Regions from separate parts of the Mus musculus genome. Here region 1 is linked to region 2. The links are chromatin contacts, called in public Hi-C maps. All regions are on one chromosome and are shown on one strand. The core of a region is the stretch at or near the end of the contact, and the rest is flanking DNA. Distances in the headings are between cores, read along the strand shown. Region 1 overlaps Myo5c (myosin VC). Region 2 overlaps Myo5a (myosin VA).

The links. Hi-C and Micro-C count contacts between places; a contact is called where the count stands out from the background.
Region 1: a contact with region 2 is called in a Hi-C map of cerebral cortex, with 2.5 times the contacts expected there. The contact joins two enhancer-like sites. A contact is called at or near these places in 2 of 484 Hi-C or Micro-C datasets (cerebral cortex and embryonic stem cells) and 2 of 9 other capture datasets (adipose tissue and liver).

What each region holds. Positions count from the first base shown.
Region 1 is chr9:75,252,365-75,259,491 of GRCm38.p6, forward strand. It overlaps Myo5c (myosin VC), which reads left to right. Exons shown (of 41, transcript NM_001081322.1): 8 at 160-267; 9 at 3,467-3,573; 10 at 5,595-5,860. Among named protein-coding and RNA genes, the nearest start is that of Gm33750, 18 kb to the left of the region's middle. Within about 2 kb of position 1,962, at least 128 of the 459 cell types and tissues checked have an H3K27ac peak or open chromatin away from gene starts, as enhancers often do. A contact at or near this core is called in cerebral cortex, where this site is marked.
Region 2 is chr9:75,159,496-75,166,701 of GRCm38.p6, forward strand. It overlaps Myo5a (myosin VA), which reads left to right. Exons shown (of 41, transcript NM_010864.2): 15 at 923-1,084; 16 at 1,937-2,034; 17 at 4,635-4,721; 18 at 4,801-4,909. Among named protein-coding and RNA genes, the nearest start is that of Myo5c, 69 kb to the right of the region's middle. Within about 2 kb of position 1,301, at least 60 of the 459 cell types and tissues checked have an H3K27ac peak or open chromatin away from gene starts, as enhancers often do. A contact at or near this core is called in cerebral cortex, where this site is marked.

The sequences.
Region 1 (7,127 bases), core at 712-3,211, 94 kb after region 2:
CTTGGGAAGGATTTTATGATGTAGCTCAGGCTAGCCTTGAACTTAGTACTGGGATGCAGGGGAAAGCTACCCTGCCTGGCTTTTTCTTATTTCTGATAACCATGTGTGTCCGATTTCTGAGTTGTGGAAGGAATTAATTAATTGTCCTTTTGATTCCAGGGAGTGCGGAAGAGTTCAACTACACAAGAATGGGAGGTAACACTGTCATTGAAGGTGTCAATGACAGAGCTGACATGGTGGAGACCCAGAAGACCTTCACACTACTGGGTAAGAGACACCAAGGTAATGGTACATACTCTGAGAACATAAGAGCATGATTTGGTGGCACGGAGGGGTGGTTATGAACACGTCGGCTGCCCTTCCAGAAGACCCAGTTTGATTCCCAGCACTGCGTGGGCAGCTCACAGCCACCTCTAACTCCAGTAACAAGAAAAGAGATTTGTCTTCTGAACTCTGAGGGCACCAGGCACTCACGGGTTCATACACACAGAGACCAACACACATACACATAAAACAAACACAGTTTTAAAATAAAGATCGTGATTGGCCCCAGGCGCTGACTTGGCTCTACCCAGACCCAGCCCGGCACATAAGCACAGAGTCATAGACACAGTTCCCAGTAGTGTACAGAGAAACATCTCCTAGGGCTAGTAATGGTGAGAGCCACTACTGGGCTGTGTGAGGTGTCAGACGCCTCAGGTAGTGACTGGGATGGAATCTGCTGTTTCCAACAAAACAGCTTCTGTCCAAGCCTGTGCAGACCTGCTCGAGCCTGTGAGTGGCTCTCTCCTCCATTTTCTGGGCACTGCCATGTTAGACACAGATAGAGATTGTCGCCTGTTTCTGCCGTTCTGCAGCCCTTTCTGTCTTGCAATGATCACTGTCACTAGCAGTTGTTGTGACCCTTGGTCTCTGCCAACAAGTCCATACCCAGACTCCAGGGATGGGACCTGGCACACTCAGTCCCTGGTTTCTGATTCCAGCCAACGTGGTATTAGAGTGTCTCAGGACAGACGGTGACTCGCTGAGGTTTAAAATTTGTTCACATACAGTGTGGGTGAGTGTCTTAGTCAGGGTTTCTATTCCTGCACAAACATCACGACCAAGAAGCAAGTTGGAGAGGAAAGGGTTTATTCAGCTTACACTTCCACATTGCTATTTATCACCAAAGGAAGTCAGGACTGGAACTCAAGCAGGTCAGGAAGCAGGAGCTGATGCAGAGGCCATGGAGGGATGTTCTTTACTGGCTTGCTTCCCCTGGCTTGCTCAGCCTGCTCTCTTATAGAACCCAGGACTACCAGGCCAGGGATAGCACCGCCCACAATGGGCCCTCCCCTGCTGATCACCAACTGAGAAAATGCCCCACAGCTGGATCTCATGGAGGCACTTCCCGAACTGAAGCTCCTTTCTCTGTGATAACTCCAGCTGTGTCAAGTTGACACACAAAACCAGCCAGAACAGTGAGGCTACACGTTTTTTGACTCTGAAAGGCCTGGTGGTCAAGAGACTTGGTTAAAGATCACAGAAGGCTAGTGGAGTGCCCCTGGTTCTGTGGTTTCCTTTGCCTTTCTCAGTCACTTATCTGCCATTTGTCACATCAGCCACCTGCTTTCTTGCCAGGCTCAGCTGTCACTCAACTCCCAGATTCAACAGCTTCATACGAACTGCTCTATGTACTTTTGGTCTGGTATCTTTCATCGTTGAGACAGAGAAAATTTGAATAGTATTGAGATGACTTAGAATTCTGCCTCCCAGGTGACCCAGAACCCCAGGTTTCCTCCATGGAAAGCTTATGTGGCAACTACTGTTCTCTGGCACTCGGGGCCTGCTGGCTTGCTGGACAGCAAGGGCGGTGCTAGCCTCCATTCTGTTCTCCACCCAGCATGGACCAGAGGGACATGTGATGGACAGTGGTGGGAGGAGGCCCCAGCATCTCCCCCATGTTCACAGGAGTGCCGCAAACACGCATGGCTGCATCCTGATCAGCACAGCCCAGTTTGCAGCTGGCATCCGGACGCGCAGCCCTCCTAGCTGCTGGCTTAGTTTATTTTCGGCACCAGGAAATGGGCCAGTTCCCTCTGTTCCACACGCATCAGTCAAGATCCCAGCGGTATTATGTGACAAAGTCAAAACAGGGTTAGGGAGAGAGGGGGGGGGGAGAGTTTATTTATGACCAGACCCACACAGAGATTGTGAAGGAGGTCAGACAAGCCAAGAGGGACAGCAGGGACCCAGGACTAGTGGGAGAACTGTTCTTGAATTCTTCCTGCTTGTTGTTCTATGAGCCTGAAAGGAGATTGAGGTAAACTCAGTGCTGGTCCAGGAACAGATATCCCTGTCTGAGGTCACACTGCACAGAGGAGCTGGGGAGGACATGCTCAGAGCATCCTCTGCTCTGCCTACTGCTCATCCCCACCGCCCCCCTCCTCTTTCCCCTCTGCCGCCTGCTTCTCCTGCTCTTCCTATTGGTCACCAGCATCTTCGTTGCCATAGTTACCACACTGTCTTCATTGTCGTGGTTCTTGTTGTCATCTTCCCCCACTTGTCCCTTTTTTCTCCCACCCTGCCTCCCTTTCTCTCCTTCCAAGGCTCTCCTTTAATCAGACCCTGCAGAGACCCAAGGTCACAAGAGCCCATTGCCTTGATCCACAGTGATTGGCCTGTGGGGACTGGGGAGACAAATGAAACCCTTTTGTCATCTCACCTTAAGAAGGATTCTAGTAGCTTATGAGCAAAGAGAAAAGGAAATCTTTTAAATGAAGTATATAAAATACACCAGTGCCTAGTCTCACTTAAAATGGGTGCTTAACAGGAGTTCTTTCTTTGTTATTGTTTTGTTCTGGGTTTTGTTCTTTTCCTTTGAGACGGGGTCTTATGTAGCCCAGTTTGGCCTTAAACTTGATGCATAGGATGATCTTGAACTTCTAGTTCTCCTGCCCCCACCTCCTGAATGCCTCAGTTACAGAAATGCTCCACTATGCCCGGTCAGTGTGATACTGGGAATCAAGCCCAGGGTCCCCTGCATGCCAGGCAAGCACTCTACCAACTGAGCAACACCCTCAGCCCCAGATACTAGTTGAGCTTTCCAGCAGCCAAGGAAAAGGAAATACTCCCTGTAACCCCCCCCCAACCCCCCCCCCCCGCCCAGCAGTATTCTTATCTAGGAGAGGAACTGTGAAGAACTAAGTCCACTTCACACCCCTGTGCCATGAAACCTCAGTTTTACACCCCTGTCCCACAAAAAGCCCACTCCAAACTCTTGTCCCGTGACAAGCTCCCTTCACACACCTGTTCCATGAAATCTCACTTCACACCCCTATCCCAAAAAAGCTCACTTCACACTCCTGTCCCAAGAAAAGCCTGCTTCACGCCCCTGCCCCAACTCCTGGCACTGCAACTGGAGAGTCTTAGAAGCCTCTAGGTGCTGTCTAGCAATGCCTTGACTTGGGGAATGTTTACTTTCCAGGATTCAAGAAAGATTTTCAAATGGATGTTTTTAAGATCCTAGCTGCCATCCTGCACCTGGGCAATGTGCAGGTCACCACGGTGGGCAACGAGAGGTCTTCAGTCAGTGTAAGATTCATGTTCGCTTTGCGCTTCCTGGGTGTGAAGGTCAGTGGGGCACAGCTCATGGCTCACTGGCCACCACGGTTGAGACCAGCCATGCTTGGACCTGCTAGACAGACTGGTTTAGCAGGAACGAGGAAGAAAGCTTTCCAGGGGTTGTCTTATTCCCTTGTCACAGTACATGTGTGCCATGAGTGTGTGTGTGCATGAGTGTGTGCATGAGTGTGTGTGTGTGTGCGTGTGCGCGCGCGTATGTGCACACACGTGTGTGTTGGGGGCTCTGCTATATGTTCTTTTATTCAACAACATCTATGGAGCCTATCATGTGCCAGGGATAGCTGTAAGCTCTGTGAAACATCATCAGACCAAACAGGAAGTCCTGACCTCACAGGAGGTGGGGTCTGGAGAAAGTAGGAAGTTTACCTACCATAGGCTGAGGGTAGGCAGTGGGTCTCACTCCTCTCCACAGCTCTCCTGCTCTCCAGGGTACCAGGTGGGCTGGGGTCTACTTCTTGCCCTCCTCCAACTCAAAACTGCCCCTCCCTCCACCCGTGTCCAGGCCTTGCAGACTTTGCCGGTCCTCAGATGACTGGGATATTGGGAGAGCTGAGTATAATGTGATTGCAGCTCTGATCTTTTCCTGCCAAACTCTCATAGAGTGAACATGGTTCCCACCCAGCCACCCTGAGCACTGTTGCACCAGGGTTGCCATTGCAGCAGAATCTTAGAAAGGAAAGAATTCTAAGACTCTCTTTTTTAATTATTAAATTTTATTTTATGTGCATGAGTGCTTTGTCTATGTATATACCTGTGCACCCCTTGCATGCCTGCTGACCAGGAGGCCGGTAGAGAGTGTCAGAGCCCCTGGAACTGGAATTACAGGAGTGGTGGGCTGCTTTGTGGGCCCTGATCCTCAGATCTCCATTCCCCCCCCCCCCCGAAGAGCAGCCAGTGCTCTTAACTGCTGAGTCCTTCTCTCCACCCCAGCTAAGACTTTAGAAAAAATGGAGCCCTATAATTATTGACCCTGGCTTTGGTAAGGCATACAATTCATTTATTTCGGGAGCTTAGAATGTCAGACAAACTGAATTTCAGGTGAAGCACTCCTCTTAAAAGTCCACTGGCTGCCGCTTCTTTGTATCCCCGTCCTAGCATAGAAGCCCCTCCAACTCAATCTTTTTACTTTAGGTGTTTTCGTCCTTTCTTAGACAGAAAGGCTCTGCCAATCCCTTCCCCAGAGAGGGTGTCAGGCGGGGCCAGAAGGAAGGGCTGTGCCCGTTGTGGCAGCAGCAGGAAGGGTGAGGGGAAGAGCAAGGAGGAGGTGGGGCCGCATGGGGGGTTACATTTTTTCCCTCCACTTTCTGAGCATTTAAAGAGCAGTCACTTGTGATAGATACCTCCTGTCTTGGGAGGAAGGATGGTGCGAAGTCACATGGAACCACGCTCCCCAGCCAAGTGGCAAGAGCGGGAGGCAGTGCATGCTGGCTAAGGCAAACAGCATCCCCTACCCCTACCTCTGCAGACCAGTGTGGCATCTCTCATGTACAGACTCAAGAAGAGAAACGTCATTTTGTATATTCAGGAGACTCCTCCATCAGCTCTGATGTCAGCTGAGAAGTTAGCTCAGGCTAGGAACTCCTCCCAGGTCTGTCTGGTAACAATCCTTTCCTTAGATGGATCACCTAAGGGAATCATGGCCACATTAGTTGGCCACAGGGTTGGTGTACAATATGCTGACAGCATATGGCTGGAGAAGTCAAAGAAGTGTGGAGGAGGGGGTGCGGTTGTATGGATGGATTGGAGCAGGCCTGCTGGCTTCTACAGCCAGAGTGAAGAGACTCAAAAAGACACAGCCAGGCCTCTAGGCATCACTGCAGCAGGGAGGGTGTCACCACAGCCTCCTGCTCTACTCCAGCCTTAGTTCCAATCACAAGGCCTGAATATCTCACACAGTCTTGGACAGACTTGGCCAGATGGGGCGGTATTAACTTTGGATGCCTGATGGGGCTTGTGTTTGTTTCTTGAAGGAGGATGACAGTCACCTGAAGGTGTTCTGTGAGCTCTTGGGCCTGGAGACCAGCAAAGTGGCTCAGTGGCTGTGCAACAGAAAAATTGTGACCTCCTCGGAAACTGTGGTAAAGCCCATGACCAGGCCTCAGGCCATCAACGCCAGGGATGCGCTGGCCAAAAAGATCTACGCTCACCTGTTCGACTTCATTGTCGAGCAAATCAACCAGGCGTTGCACTTCTCAGGCAAGCAGCACACTTTTATTGGTGTTTTGGACATTTATGGGTAAGATTCTCTTCTGCCTGCCTGCCTTTCCTCGTTTAAATGTCAAACGCCCTGTTGTTTTTAAGTTGCACCCTTCCACTTGTCTTGCTTGTTTTGAAGATGATTTTATTTTTCTTTGCTGAATGGAGAGATGTTAAATATAGCTCCTGGGTCATGGTGTCCTTTCTGTAGAGTGTGCGTTGAATAAATGACAAACTGGGACTAGGGAGATTTCTTAGCCAGCAAAATGCCTGCTATATAAACATTTAAGTTTGGATCCCGTCATTCATGTAAAAAGCCAGGCAGGGCACAGGGGAGGCAGAGGATGGCCAGCATAGCTGACCTGATGGGCTCTAAGTTCAACTAAAGACCCTGTCTCAAAGCGTTAGGCTGAGAATAATAGTGAGAGATACCCAACATCGACCCCTGCCTTCCATGTGCGTACGTGTATGGCCACATACAGCAGCACACGTATACAATAAATGCTAACTAATAATGGCTGCCAAACTCCATTGTGTGACAGACAGGTCCTGTGGTAAGTGGCTTCTTGGTCTTCAAGCCACCTGGAAGCACCCCCATGTTAGGTAACAACCAAAGCTTGGAAGAATTAAGCTGTTCACAGCAGGTCCCTTGGCAGGGGGATGTGAGCCATGTCAGTCCCCTACAGGTCCCTGAGGTACTGAGCCCTGTCATACCCTCCTGTTCCCCAGGGGCAGTGCCAGTTATGGCTGCTTGGCGTCCTCCCAGTCTGCCTGGCCTGCTGTCTCCTGCCCTCACACACCTGTGTTCCTGTCCTTTCCTGAGAGATAAGGGCTTGGGTCGCCCCACCCCTTCTTTAATTGTCCCACCCCTTCTTCAAACAGCGCAAAGCTTGGGCCACTTTGGAGTTTGGTTTCATCTTTCTCTCTGCCCTGTCCTGCTTTTCTGATCCGGGGTCCAGCTCCTGTTGAAGGTGCTTGCTGAAGGCAGGGTGGAAGCTGGCATGGAGGTGATACCAGGTGGCTTTCTAGTTGTCAGAAACCCCCCTCTCCTGTCCCTGTTCCTGCCAGGCTCTTAGGACTGCACTGGCTTCTCCACAGGACACTGGGAAGATTATCCCAGCAAAGACTTGATGCTTTCCGTCAGTTAGGGGCTCTTCCCCACATGGAGGGAGGGGACTGGGCCTTCACATGGAGGGAGGGACAGTCCATCAACTTTTCACCCAGGTAGAGAGCCAGCTGTTCCAATACCTGTTCCAGATGTTGAGGGGAGATACTGAAGGGAGTGACTGTTTAATATAGATTTTAAC
Region 2 (7,206 bases), core at 51-2,550:
ATCCATATAGCAAAACGTTGCTGTAGACTAGTTTAGGTCTCTTTTGTTTCAGGAATGTTCATCCCACTATATTGACTAGTATCCATTCACTTAGTGAAGATTAATGCCTTTAATCTCACTGCTTGTGAGAGAGAGGCAGGCAGATCTCTGAGTTTGAGATCATCCTGATCTACAGATCTATGTTCCTATGGTAACATAAGAAGACCACATCTTAAAAAACATGATTATGGTAATTGCACTAATGTTCTAAATTTCAAAATCAAATATAAATACATATAATATAATCACAGAGTTTTCTCCTATTCTATACAATCTAAATTATTTTCTTAGAATTATTAATTCATCATTAACTTTTACCTTCTAACATTGAAAGCTTATTCATAACGCCTTCCTGCTGAGACTCTCGGGTGTTTCTGAGTTGCTTACTACTGCAGATACCTGGAGACCTGGACTGGTCCTTTGCTTCTGCTGCATAAAACCAATTGTAGAACTGAGGTGATAAACTCAGTCTTTCAATTAATATTTTCTCATAAAATAATTATGGTTCAAAATCAGTTATATGCTTTATTCACATTCTTTTGGATTAGATAGATTTTCAAGTCAGTATATATACTCGTTTTAAGTTTGTTCCACCCCAAATATTTTTTCACCATACAGGAATAATTGCTTACTAGAAGCATCTATAATGTGTCTTCTACAAAGGCTTACCTTCCAGTTGGTGTTTAGAGTATAACGTTTTTTGTTGTTTTGGTTTGGTTTTGGGGTGAGCGTCTCCATTGGAAGTCTTGAAGTCACTCTATTGCTAAGTCTGGCTTGGAATTCATGATCCTCCTATCTCTATCTCCTCAACGAAGGGAGTATAGCTATGTTGCCTCAACTCCTGGGTCTAGAGTATAACTTTCTTGTACTGTTTGTGACTCAGTTTAAGATGCTACCAGAGCTATTTCAAGATGATGAGAAGGCCATCAGTCCCACCTCTGCCACCTCCTCAGGGCGCACTCCTCTCACTCGAGTTCCTGTAAAGCCCACCAAGGGCCGACCTGGCCAGACTGCCAAAGAGCACAAGAAGACAGTGGGACATCAGGTGAGCTCAGGGGCTGCCACTGCCAGACTTCTTCTCCTCAGCTTCCACAAAGCCTCAGGCCTTCCCTCTTCAGCCTAGAGGACAGGATCTTCACGTGAAGACAGGCCAGAGTTTCTGCTGTACAAACACTTAGACTTTACCCACCCCAGACTCAACCATACACCAACCCGTCCCAAAATAAATTTCACCGTGTCTCAGTTCCTCTAATACATATCGCGTCTTTGTTTTGTTCTTGTTTCATTTCTATATTTATACAGAGCATCTGTCAGCTTCCTCAGTACAAGAAAATACCCTCTCCTTCCTTAGATGTATTTTTCCCTGTGGGGAATGGGAAACATTCCACACAAGCTTGGTGCCTGAACATGGGTGTGGCTTTGGAAGGGAGCCGTACACTAGTCAGCAAAGTGCATTATTCCTTGAGGCCTTGTGCCAGATAGGAACAGGGCCTGATGTGGATCCACAGCCTCCTGTCTTGACCCATGTCCATAATGGTGGTCCCTTCAGCCTGTTCTCTGCTCATTGTTTATATAATACTAAGAAATCTACAGCTTTTTTTAGTATTGTGTAGTAAGGGTTCATACCTTAATAATTAAATGGCCCTAGCAACAAAATTGTAAGTCACATATAATGGAACTTGCAACAAGAAGCAACAGAGAAAGGAGTACATACATACTCAGCAGGATAAACGTGTGGGTTTAGGCAAATGTAAATGACACCCCTAGAATTCTTGTTTATGAACCACTCCCCTGTGAAGATAACTTTAAATTTATGTCATCTTCAATATGTTAAAGGAGAATTTTAAATTGTCTTTGATCTCTAACAAAACTAATTTTTTTAACCCTTTTCATGCAGTTTCGAAACTCCCTTCACCTGCTTATGGAAACCCTTAATGCCACTACTCCTCACTATGTACGCTGTATTAAGCCTAATGATTTCAAGTTTCCATTCACGTAAGTCAAAGTGAAATAAGGAGAAAGACTTTTGGGGAAGATCTTCATGTCTTGTAGAGGGAATCTATTTCCAAAAATTTCTAGTTTTTTGACAACAAGAAAACAAATTAGCAGTTGGCTTTCTAAGGATTTGAAAATTTGAGGCCAATGGCATGTCTTTGGTTCTGGTTTTCTGTTTTGACTCCATCTCTGTTGGAGATCTTTCTGGCCTTTTGTTAATTTGGACATCAGTTAAAAGCAGAGCTTCTTGGACTAAAGGCTTCTCTGGCCAAGGCTTACCTGATTCTTTTTATCTGTTGAAGCCAGAGAATGTTTACCAAAATCTCATTCTACTTCAGATACTAAGTCAGAGGTGAAAATGGATCCCTGGAGATGATTTCAAAATATAAATATTTCTCTAAGTTTAAGAGTACTCCATATATGCTGTTGGGATGGTCTTCAGGAGCTAATGCTAGGATTTAAGCAGTGTGAATTGGCATAGGTACCAGACTATTAGCATTTACTCTGTGTGTGTGTGTGTGTGTGTGTGTGTGTGTGTGTGTGTGTGTGTGTGTGTGTGTGAAAGTGAAAGAGAGAGACAGACAGACAGACAGTAACAAGGTAATGTCACAAGCTATAATTGCTACTTCATTTCTGCTCTTAACATCATTGACTGTGGACAGATCCTAGATTAGTATTTAAAGACCTACATTATTTATTGAATGGCTGCAGAGTATCTTATGGTATATATAGTCCACAATCTATTTAAATCATTCACTATGGATAAATTATTTAGGTTGTTACAGCAGTTAAAATATGCTTCAATTAAATTACAGTTACATCCCTTTCCTCCTTCCAGTCCCTCCCAGCTGCCCTTTCTCAAACCATTCCTATGTCCCATAATAACAATTTTTAACAAATATTTGCCAAATATTTCTGTACATCCTTAAGATAACATGATTCTAGAGGGATTTGTGGGTCCAAAGATCAAGCATATGATTTGATTATTATGCATATGAAATGAAATATCATATTTTATCCCATAAGTAACCACACATACCATGTGCCAAATAAGAATTTTTAAATATATTTTTAAAAGACCAGGCATAAGGCTATAGAGATAGCTTAGCTCTTAAGAGCACTGGCTTCTCTTTCATGGTACCTGGTTTATTTCCCCACACCCTGATGACAGCTCACAGTCATCTGTCACTCTAGTTTCACGTCACTTGATACCTTCTTCTGGCCTCTGACATTGTGTAGATATACATGCAGGCAAACATCCATTTATACATAATAAAATATAAACAAATAAGTAGACAAAAAATAGACTACCCATCTATACTGAAGACTGCAGCTTCTACTCTACAGTGTATGAGTGACTATGGTCTTGCTGGTCCTCCTGTGCAGATTCTGCCTTATATTTCAGGTTAGTTCTGAAAGACTGCCATATTCCTCATCATCACTTAGATCCTTTCCCTTGGAGGAAGTGGGAGCAGGAAGAAGTTGCCATCTGACTGTGAAGTTGTATTAGCAAGCCCTGTCTCCTACCAGCAATCTGAGACCTGAGAAGACAGTTATAGGAATGGGCTTGGACAGACACGCAGAGCTTAATTGTACTCAGAGCTTACTACCAACAGGAGTAGTCACCTGGCTAGAAGAACTTTCTGATACTTCTTTGATGTCATTTAACATTAACATGCCTTTTTTTTTAAAAGTGTCTTAGTTCATTTTCTGTTTGATATAACAAAAATGCCATGACCAAGGCAATTTATAAAAGAAACTAATTTAGGGCTCATGGTTACAGAGTATTAGAGTCCAGGACCATCATAGTGAAGACCATGGCATGAGACAAGCTGGCATGATGCTGCACCAGTGCTGAGAGCTGACATGCTGATGAACAAGCAAAGTGCAGAAAGAAACAGAGAAAGCTAACTGGGAATGGAAAGGGCTTTTGAAACCCCAGTGACATATTTTCAATCCTCCTAATCCTTTCTAAGCATTTCCATTATCTGGGGACCAAGCATTCAAATATATGAGCAGATGGGGGTCATCCTCACTCAAACCACCATCTTTATGATGAAATAAATGTGAAATGTAATACAAAATAAATATTTTTCATTGCTTTGAATGCTACAGTGCTTCATATGTACACAGTAAGTAGCTTATAGAGCAACAAGGTTGTTAGGTTTTTTTGTTTTGTTTTTAAATAACTGAATGGGGTGTGTTTAATTTGTCCTTTCATGTTCAATGACCTTTATCCCAGGGGAGGACCATGTGCTCAGCTGATGGTATCTGAGCATTTTCAGTCAGGCTAAGCTATAAATACACACTCATTACAGGATGGGCACAGTGCTGGGCAACCCTGTCTTCTTTATTTTAAGGATGTTCAGTGGACTTCCTGGTAAGACTGTAGTGTGTCAACTGGAAGGGCTATCCCCAGCTCTTTATTTCTACTGCTAATTATCTCTTTGCTGCTATTTTATGGAGTTTTCCATTTTGATCACTGTTCCAGCTTTTGAATGCTTTGTTTTCTAGTTTATCTACTTGGCTCTTGATAAAATAATTTAACCCTTGATGGCCTGGGTCTTTTGTGACCTAACAGTTTTTGTTTCTTCATGCAGATTTGATGAGAAGAGGGCAGTGCAGCAGCTAAGAGCATGTGGTGTCCTGGAGACCATCCGGATCAGCGCAGCAGGGTTTCCCTCACGGTGAGCCCAGGCTTCCAATGGAACTGAGCCTTCTGCAAGCAGTTCTTGAATAATAAGCTCATATGGGATTCTTTTCTAGGTGGACTTACCAAGAGTTTTTCAGCCGGTACCGGGTCCTAATGAAGCAAAAAGATGTGCTGGGAGATAGAAAGCAAACGTGCAAGAATGTATTAGAGAAACTAATATTGGTGAGAATGGTTTTCACTTAACTGTTTCTGGAAAGGTCTTGTCATTCTGAGCAGAAAGGCCCTGCAAACTTCTGTGTTAAACAGCATAACCTGGATTATTTGACAGATAGTTAAGTAGGGAAACATAAGTAGACAGATAGTTAAGTAGGAATGACATAAGGTCATTCTCCGTGTTTAGTGTGATAGAAGGAATTGGATGCTGATAGCCAACACCGGACAGTTATTATAAAGGCTAGACTTGAACTTGAGGTACAGTCCTTCAGATAGTTTGATCATTATCAACAAAAATGTTTTTAGTACTTAGTTATGGAAAACAACAGATATAATTAAGGAGGAAAGTCTATTTTTATTTTTAAAGACAATGCATTTTGAAGATGAGCCTTTAGATTATGTCTACATCGCATGTTGGGTAAGGACTGGAGAAATGGCTCAGTAGAAGAGCATCTACTTGACTCAAGAGGACTTGAGTTCACTTTCCAGGACCCATGTATGGTGACCCACAACCACTTGTAACTCTGGCTCCCAAGGGAGCCAACACATCTGGCCTTCTCTGCCACTTATACTTTCACATCAATATCCTTGCAGAGACACACACATGCATACATATAGCTGAACATCTTAAAATAATAAGCATGCCCAAATACAATGCAGAGGAAGTAGAACCATTATGAGAAGGAAGAATAATTTTATGAGGTGTGAGATTTGAATCAGGCACTAAAGAATGGGTAAGTCTGAATAAAAGTGGACCTAAGCTATAAAGAAGTAGAAAATACAGAATTTGCTTATGTGGCTGGAGAAATGTTTTAGAGTTCTTGCTTGCAGAGGACTTGAGTTCGATTCCCAGCATCCACACTGGATGGCTTGCAATTGCAATTCCAGCTCCAGGAGATCCAATGCCTTCTTCTGATTTATGTGGGCACTACATATACTCATATACTCATATACTCATGTAGACCATACACATAATGAAATAAATCTTTAGAGCTAGATGACCTAGGTTTGATTCCCAGCACCCACATGGCATATCATAACCACCTTTCAAGTTCCAAGAGATCCAGCATCTTCTTTTGGATTCCACAGATACTTATCACAACAAAGTAAATTTTGTTGGCCTGGGATGGGCCCAATAATTTAACAACCTTCTTCCCTATACTTTTTTTTATTATTATTCTGTAGATAGGACCCAGGGTTTTGCATATGCTAGGCAAATATTGTACCACTGAGCTAAATCCCATTATCATTTGCATTTCTAACAGTTCCCTGGGTCTACACAGTACATATAGAAAAATCTCTAATCTAGTCTTGATGAATTTGAGATTCATGAAATGGTTGATTAAAAACTATTTTTCTTGTATCTCACTATGAAGTACTTATAATTACTAGCTATTAATTAAATGTAATTCTTCTATGATAATGTTTTTCTCCTTTGAGAGAAATAAGGATTCCTTTTTAGTAATGATTTTTAAGATTTAATGTGGTTTTTGTTTTAGTTTTATGTTTGTTTTTTCAGTTTAGCCCCACTCCTTTCTAACTTGGTGTAGATGGGAATATGAAGCAGATGCTAAGACAACCATGCAGCTGCCTCCTCACCCAGACCACTCCAGGCCTGGGCCCAGTGGAGGCAGAGGCAGTAGCTGAGAGCCGCAGTGGAAAAGGAATAGCTAGGCTTCCTATGTAAATGTTATTAAGTTATTTTAGATTTTTCAAATATATGTTATAGTTTCTAATTTTTAGCTTCATGTTTAAAGGGATGCGTACTTACTGCAAAGACTGAGTTTCTCTATTTTTTGCTTAGAATTTCAGACACAGTAGTGATTAATATATGTAAATTCCACTCTTCTTTTGATTAGAATACAGGCGATGATTTGCATTCCTGCACCTGAGGTAAATCACCTCAGTCACATGCCTGTCTCCACTTACCCTACAGCTCCGCTACAAACATCAGTGCAGTATGCAGAACTGTGTTTTAGGAAAGAAATCTGATGCAATCTTCTAATATCTTGTAAGTCTTCTACAAGTTTTAGAAGGTTTGAAAGACATTTATGAGGTTGTATCTATTTTTAGATCCTGTTAAGGTAAACTGATAACTACGTAGAAGCATCGCCTTCATCTGAACACAGGGGTTTGGAAGGATTGGTTATTGGTTTGTTTTTGTTTGTTTTTAACTTTTTATTTTGTGTGGTTTTCTTCCTGCCTTATTCTTCATCCTGGTGTTTTTGTTTCTTCAGCTGCTCATGGAGTGTACAGCCTGATGTAATCTAACAGCGGGTCAGTCAGAGGGAGTGTCAGCATCTCCA